Linked DNA regions of Mus musculus: all the other regions are linked to region 1. A link is a contact called in public HiChIP or PLAC-seq data. All regions are on one chromosome and are shown on one strand. Each heading gives the region's core, a stretch centred on a gene start, on an enhancer-like site or on the middle of the called end of the contact. The rest is flanking DNA. Distances are from core to core; before and after follow the strand shown.

Region 1 (2,506 bases), core at 5-2,504:
ACTCAAGATGAAAGAAGACCTGTGTGGACACCAGAGCACACCCCTACAAGACCTCAGCCTTCAACGATGACATCACCGGGGAAGCCCAAGGTAGGGCTGTGTCTCTAGGAGGAGGAGGGTGAAATACATAGGCATCATCTATCATATCAGCCCATGTATTTAGTGCGGGACTTTCCTGATGAGTCAGAGCGAGAGCAAACCCAGGCCTCTCCTATTCTTCCTGCAAGAGGACAAGCTGGGAAAAAAAAAAAAAAAACAACCAACCAACCAAAAAGCTTGAGAAGGAACATATCAGAACCCAATACCCGCAGAACTCTTACATTAACAGGTAAGGATACTGAAGGGCAGGCATTGCTTGACCTGGTATTTTGAGTCACAGAAGTTACTCTGTCTCTATGAATTTTGTTTTAAGTTTAAAATAAAGACTCACACCCACAATTTCTACATATATCCTTCCTTCCTGTCCAATCAATGACTTCAGTGATGCAGCAGATATTGATGGCACAGGAAGAAAGGATACATGAAGACATTGCCGGAAGTCCCTGCCCCTGGGACCTCAGCCTCTCGAATGGGATGGCTGTATTACATTTCCTCTACCCAAACAACAGGATCTAAAATAGTATCTGTACTGGTGGGTTTTGTGTGTCAACTTGACCCAAGTTAGATTCATCAGTGCCTCAGTTGAGAAAATGCATCCATGAGGTCCAGCTGCAAAGCAATTTCTCAATTTTTCCCCTCACTAATCGTGGGGAAGGCCCAGTCCACGGTAGGTGGGCTGGTGGTGATCCTGGGTTCTAAAAGAAAGCAGGCTGAGCAAGCCATGAAGAGCAAGGAAGTAAGCAGCGCCCCTCCGTGACCCTGCATCAGCTTCTGCCTCCAAGTTCCAGCCCTGCTTGAATTCTTGTCCCAATCTCCTCCAAAGATGAATTATTATCTAAATGTGTAATCTAAATAAACCTTTTCCTCCACAACCTGCCTTTTGGTCATGGTGTTAAATGGAGGGACCAGGTGTGCCCAGAAATTCAGGAAGAGACAATAGAGTGTGTCAACATTGGGGAGAAGCCAGCAGAGTCCCCCAGGAGAAGGCCCCCTATGCAACACTCTACAACGAACCTTTAAGAAGTAAGTATAAGCTACAAAGCTGATAAGTAACAAGAGAAAGGCTAAGCAATCCAAACAACTATGCTTCTAAACTCGGCCAAGGCTCTTCTTAGAATCTGGCCTGTTTACACAAGGCCCGTGCCAAACCACAGCAGGGAGGAGGCATCTATCTCTCGTCTCTGACTTCATGAGGCACCTCATCATAGATCCTGTGCGGTTGAGAGGCCACTGCATAATCAAAGATATTTGTAAAAAGAACTGTTAGCATTTGGTGAGGAAGTAACTGTAGACCCCTTAGCAAGCAGCTGGGGGTCCATACACTTGCTGCTTTATCTATAAGTGGCAAAGTGACACTGAAGATCAGAAGATGCTGGGATCAAAGCATGTAAAAAATTCACCATCTAAAAGTCCAACTGGAGCCCTGAGAACAGCTAAGCTCTCTTTATCCACATAGCAAAGCCAGAGTCAGGAGGGAAGTTACATCGACTCCTCTGTGTCAGCTGCCCACCCCCACAGGTGGCAGGATGAAAGAGAAATGTCCCTACCCACAGGAATGTACAGTACATAGGACCGTGCTACCAGTTATAAGGAACTGGCAAGGCCTTTTCCTGTAAGCGGCCAGGCGTGACCTGTGAAGATGGTTTGCTACTCTCTTGCCGCAGAACATCCGACAAAATCATGCAAATCTAGAGTTTCAAACCTTCATTCAGTTTAAGAACATCTGAGAAATTGCCCAGGACAGCAAGGGTATGCATAGCCTCATAGCGGCAAAGCCACCAAGAGGCTGAAGGATGTCACTTTAAAGAAGCAATGTGTGCCATTCTGGAAAGAGTGCTAAATTTTTGCTGCACATGCTTTAAAATGCATAAAGTAATGCTGAACTTCCGGTTTCGATGTAGATTGTCTAGTTATTCAACATATCCAGGTGAACAAGGAACTTAAGACACACCGACGAACCTATAGAGCAGAGCTCATGGCTCGATTAACCCATACATGAGCTCCCTAGCCACACTGAGATGATCCTCATTGTGAAGGAACAGATCGTTCCAAAGCCCGAAGAGGAGGTTGTATAGAAGAAAGAGATATCCCAGAAAAAACTGAAGAAACAAAATCTCATGGCATGGGAATAAATTCAACATAAAATAAATGCAGATAAAAAAAAAAAAAAAAAAAAAAAAAAAAAAACCCAAACCAACACCCCCCCCCCCCCCCAAAAAAAAAAAAAAAAAAGGCAAGGTTGATTGAGCTCAGATCTGGAGGACCTCAGAGACCTGAGACCAGTAGGGTACAGCTGCTCCTTGTTCTAGAACAGGTAACCAGGACACCTAACTGAGGACCTTGGGCATAACATCTGGAGTTCTCCATGCTAGTGAGGAATCCAGATAGCCCCGAGTCTTCAGCCAAT
Region 2 (2,506 bases), core at 2-2,501, 310 kb before region 1:
AAATTCATTATGTTTGGTGTATGTGTGTATATAAATATATCTCTGTATATATATACATTTCTATGAAATTGTCAAAAAATTTTTAGAATAGACATTAATAAAAGATGAATGCTATAAACTTAGAAAATCAATACATGTGGCTTATGTAGATGATTCTTAGGTGTGTGATTATTTTATATACACGCATATACATCTGGCTCTACTAAATAAAGTATCTGACTAGTTTCAGAAGGCAATGCTAGTGAGTGGCAGATATATAAACACCTAACATATGTTTATGAGAGTCTTTAAAGTGTTTTTGGCATGGGACTCTAACATCCTATCATAGAGAGTTACAAACTATTTGTGTTAAAGGCCAGAGAATAAATATTTTAATGTTGTGAGGCCACATAGGCTCTGTTGAAACTGCTCATTCGGCTGAATGTGTGAATACTTAAGTAAAGCTGTGTCCCAACACACAAGCAAGAGGCCAAGTTCAGCCAATGGGCCATATGGTCAGTCTCTGAATAGAGTAGCAGAAGCGTAGGAAAATGAATAAGATGAAATTGCACAGATCTTAACTATACAAAAAGTACTGTAAAAAATGCTACAGAGAAGAGCATTAAGTAACAGTATCTTTTTATTTAGGTCAAGTAAATACTTTGTAGTCCCCATTTTCCTATGCTTTCACTTTTGGATGTATTAAAAATGGGGAAATAGTCACAGCTACGTGGGGGGGGGGCTGACTCCAGGAGTTCAGGGTCAGCATGAACATGTGAAGAGCTCTGTCAATAACAACAGTAACACAAATAATTTAAAGAGAAAGAGAACAGGAAGGGGTGGAGTAAAGAGAAGAAATGGAAAAAAAATGCCTGTGCCGTTGTTAGGAAACCAGACATTCCCAGACTTACTAAGGTTGGAAAATAATCCTTTTGCCATATTGATAAAAATTCGGGAAAACATTTGTTACCTCTATTCCAATTCTCATTTTAAAAAACAGGCATGTTTTAAGCTTTAGAAATGACACTTTGGAATAGTCTCCTTTTTCTTCTCTCAAATCAATTCAGATTGTTGGTGATCAGAGAAATCCTTCAGTTTGTCCGGAGTCTGGGACGTTATGAACTCCCCCAAAGCCACAGTGCTGGAAAATGGCCTGCTTTCCTAAAGCTCTTTTTAATGACTCATGTTCTTAATCGCCTCTGTTCAAGTGACAAAAGAACCACTGTTGTTAGGCGGGATGTGCAGCACATTACACAAGTTTACCCTGGCAGGCCGCTGGGCCGAGCTGCAAGCCTGTGTCAGCAATTTTAGGTCCCACTAATAGGAATACAGATGGCCCTGTGAGCCGTTGGGACATCTCACAGGGCCAATCAAAACATGGAAAACAAAGGCTTTTATCAGATCCATGCTGACCACAGCTCCCTACGGTATTGCTAAAGCCATATTCCTCTCTTAACTTTCCATATACAAAAGAGCTCTCACCTGACAGAAACCAGATTTCACTGACGGCCTAGGGCCCAAGTTTGTTGTTCTGCCGGGTATGTAATTACCCCCTTAGGAAATGGGAAAATGAAGCCTTTTTTGGTCTTTCTCTGGGAACTTAAAAAACAACTCAAGTAGCTTTGAACACACAAGATGCAAATGAAAGACAGTGGCAACAGTTGGGCTAATTCTGAGCAGGTCTGGGAAAATGAAAGTGTTATCTGAGACTCTTGCAAGGAGAGAGACTGCTCTTCTTAAAGTATCTTCTGTTTTGCTGTCCACAAGCGAGCCTTCGTCATGCACAATAAAGTCGGCCACCTCCTCTTCAGCTCACACTATCTCCCTCAGAAGGATGTGCTCTTCTAAGAGGATGCCAGTACCCAACAACTTAACTTACTTTGTCTGTAATAGACATATGCTCTTATTGAGGGAGAGTCCTCTGTGTGTGTGTGTGTGTGTGTGTGTGTGTGTTTGTGTGTGTGTGTTTGTGTGTGTGTTTGTGTGTGTGTCTGTGTGTGTGTCTGTATGTGTGACTGTGTGTCTATGTATCTGTGTGTCTGTGTATCTGTGTGTGTGTCTATGTGTGTCTGTGTGTGTCTGTGTGACTGTCTCTGTGTCTGTGTATCTGTATATGTGTGTGTGTGTGTGTGTGTGTGTGTGTGTGTGTGTGTGTGTGTGAGACAGAGACAGACAGAGAGAGACAGAGACAGACAGACAGAGAGACAGAGAGAATGACTCTATGGAATATTTACTAAAAACAAAAAATTTAGTTGAAACAGGATGACCAGCCTGATTGTATATGCTTTAGTTCTGACTCTAGAGAACTAGTAAAATTTCTCCTGCTGCAAAGATGTACAGCAATCACCCCAAATCTCAATAACTGATGTGAGTGAGCATTCATTTTTCCCCTACAATCTGCAGGCCTATGGTGATTCTGTAAGGCTTAGCAGCATTCAGACTTTAGACGGGCTTCGTTCTGGGTTCTGCAGCTACTGGGCACTATCAGTGGGCCACAGGAAGGAGATCAGAGACAGGGGAGAGTAAG
Region 3 (2,506 bases), core at 5-2,504, 280 kb before region 1:
TGGCATGTTCTAACTCCTAGAATAATGCTTTGTGCTTATCAATGAACTGTGACAGGAGCTCAAGGCAGGTGGGGGGATGGGGTGGGATGGGAGGTTCGAATCTCTAGGACATGCCAGAGACCTAGGATAGAGGAGGCTCCTGGGAGTCTATGGGGGTGACCCTAGATGAAACTCCTAGCAGTAGGGAATATGGGGCCTAAAGTGGCCACCCTCTGCAATGACTTGATGTGCCAGGCTGGGTTGGTACCCAGGGGGGCTCCCCCTTCTCAGAGGAGAAGGAGAGGGGAAGAGGAAGGGGCTTGTGAGGCAGATGCTGAGAGGAAAGAGATGTAAAGTGAATGAATGAATAATTAAATAAATGGAGAAAAATAATGAAAAGGAAAAACAACAATTCACTGTGTTGAGCATGGTGGTGCATTGCCTTTAAGCCTAGCATTCCTGAGGCAAAAACAGGTGGATCTCTGTGAGTTGGAAGTTAGCCTGGCCTACATAGTAAGTTCCAGGCTAGCCAGGGCTACTAAAATCCTATCTCAAAAAGAAGAAATAGAAGAACACATTGCGTTCATATTCATCCTTCCTAACCCTCTCCCCCTCCATCTCCTGGTGACTCGGAGGAAATGTTCTAGTCACCACTGCATCCTATTTCCAGAAAAACATCTGCTCAATAGCAGGCGTCCAATAAGGCGTCCAAGAAGCAGCCCACAGTCATCACACCTACGTGAAGCTCTTGAGGAAACTCTGATCGCCTTTAGTCTTATACTGCATTGAGGATTCTCATAGAATTATCTGGTTTTGTGATATTCTCAGATGGCTGTAAAATAGTAAGAACAGAACAATCTCCTGGACTAACTAGTCCAGTCTTAGGAAGAGACCAGAAGTTTAAGAGAATGTCATATCCGCACTAATGCCTGGATAGTCCTGTACACACTTTCTGTAATAAGGCATGACTGAAAGGGGAAAGGCACTCAGCAGGGAATGTGAGCAGGAATCTGAAATGCCTGGATCTCTGAAGCCCAGGGTTTTATTTTTTAAATTTCCAATGAATTTTGCGTTCCAAGGCATGAAGCCTCTTGGTTTGACTTCATTTACAAGAACTTTCGTTTCAGATTGTTGGAGAAATAAATGAAACCTCCAGGAAGATGTGCCCTGTTTAGCTTGGAAAATCACCAAGAATTCCAAGTGCATGTGGCATGATGATAACCATCTAGAAATGACTCTGGAGGGACCTTAAGGAGTGAAGCCTCTCCTGGCTCTCTCTCTCTCGCCCTTGCCCTTACCACAGAAAGACTCTGTAAAGTGAGAACAAAAGTAAACTCAGAGGGAGATGTGGGTAGGTTTTGAGGAAAAAAATAGCTAAAAGTTTTATTTTTCTGCATCAGTATCTCTTCACACCATTTTCCCTTTTAAATTACTGGGTTGTTTTTGGTTGTTGTTTTCCTGTCAGTATGCTAGATGTAAAACAAACAAAAAGCATTGTTAAGTCTCCCTCACTCTCAAGCTAAGAGACCAGAGAGTGACCATACAATCCAGTCTTCTAGGACCACTCTAGCCCTTCGATACTGTCACATAAACGTTTCAGAGTCCTTCTCATCTGGACAGTCTGTGGCCATTCTAAGGAATGTGTTCTCCACGTCCCTCCCCTTAAATGGACTAGCAGGAACCCACCCAACCAAGTCACAGGCAATTAATATAAACCTTCTAGCTTAGCTCCACACTGCCAGGGCAAAAGAATCCTTGTGACTCAGAAGAGTTAGTGTCCAATTCATCCATTAGGAAATCACAAGCTCTGATGCATCCGAATCACATCATGTGTTCACTCTGTTTCTACAGTCTGGAGCTGTAATCACCATTTGCTAGGCATTGAATCCAAATCAAATATACATATATTTATGATTTTCTTGGTGATTTCCCAAGGTAAATGGGGCACATCTTCCTGGAGGGTTCATTGTTTCTCCAACAATCTGGTGTGTGTGTGAGTGTGTGTGAGTGTGTGTGTGTGTGTGTGTGTGTGTGTGTGTGTACGCTGCTGCTGAATCGCTTTGCTTTGAGGACTTTAGTCATCATTGCCAAACTTCCTTGGAATTTAAATATTACAATCTTTTTTTTCTTTCCCACCATCTCAGTACTGCCGGAATATATTTAAGGCACACAAAGATTAGACGATTTAATACTTTTAAGATAATTGGTCTAAGACTAAAGAGGAATATGTCATGGGTGATTATAAGAGAATTTTGACCTAAGTATGAGGAAAATTTATTATAAATTATCAGAAATAGCTGTTAGTGGGGGGATGGAGGTGACAGTAATCAATGTCTAAAGTTATTTTTTCATATCTAATGCTACATTCATTTCAAAGCTTTTTTTAGGGAATGAAAGTATTCCCTTGGAGTGAGACAACAGTGATAATTCCATTCCTATCTATATTCAGAACATTTTGCATTCTTTCTTTCCAGAGTTTATTTACCCAGAAGTATAACAATAGTTGAGGTGCCTTTCATCCCATCCC

What was found. HiChIP or PLAC-seq counts read pairs in DNA pulled down with a chosen protein or histone mark.
Region 2: a FOXA1 HiChIP or PLAC-seq map of pancreatic cancer cells shows a contact between it and region 1. The contact joins two enhancer-like sites. A contact is called at or near these places in 1 of 15 datasets of contacts at CTCF or cohesin (the NIH/3T3 cell line), 2 of 484 Hi-C or Micro-C datasets (the F1.1 cell line and nephron progenitors), 1 of 115 datasets of contacts at active chromatin or transcription factors (pancreatic cancer cells) and 2 of 9 other capture datasets (adipose tissue and bone marrow-derived macrophages).
Region 3: a FOXA1 HiChIP or PLAC-seq map of pancreatic cancer cells shows a contact between it and region 1. The contact joins two enhancer-like sites. A contact is called at or near these places in 2 of 15 datasets of contacts at CTCF or cohesin (CD8 T cells and the NIH/3T3 cell line), 3 of 484 Hi-C or Micro-C datasets (bone marrow-derived macrophages, cortical neurons and embryonic stem cells) and 3 of 115 datasets of contacts at active chromatin or transcription factors (CD8 T cells, large pre-B cells and pancreatic cancer cells).

The regions. Positions count from the first base shown.
Region 1 is chr4:89,161,424-89,163,929 of GRCm38.p6, reverse strand. The region is part of intron 4 of Mtap (methylthioadenosine phosphorylase); the gene reads right to left. It also overlaps the pseudogene Gm12607. Among named protein-coding and RNA genes, the nearest start is that of Gm26490, 20 kb to the left of the region's middle. Within about 2 kb of position 1,254, at least 66 of the 459 cell types and tissues checked have an H3K27ac peak or open chromatin away from gene starts, as enhancers often do. A contact at or near this core is called in the NIH/3T3 cell line and pancreatic cancer cells, where this site is marked.
Region 2 is chr4:89,468,851-89,471,356 of GRCm38.p6, reverse strand. The region is part of intron 7 of Gm12610 (predicted gene 12610); the gene reads right to left. Among named protein-coding and RNA genes, the nearest start is that of Cdkn2b, 160 kb to the right of the region's middle. Within about 2 kb of position 1,251, at least 111 of the 459 cell types and tissues checked have an H3K27ac peak or open chromatin away from gene starts, as enhancers often do. A contact at or near this core is called in the NIH/3T3 cell line and pancreatic cancer cells, where this site is marked.
Region 3 is chr4:89,439,724-89,442,229 of GRCm38.p6, reverse strand. The region is part of intron 5 of Gm12610 (predicted gene 12610); the gene reads right to left. It also overlaps the pseudogene Gm12608. Among named protein-coding and RNA genes, the nearest start is that of Cdkn2b, 130 kb to the right of the region's middle. Within about 2 kb of position 1,254, at least 38 of the 459 cell types and tissues checked have an H3K27ac peak or open chromatin away from gene starts, as enhancers often do. A contact at or near this core is called in the NIH/3T3 cell line and pancreatic cancer cells, where this site is marked.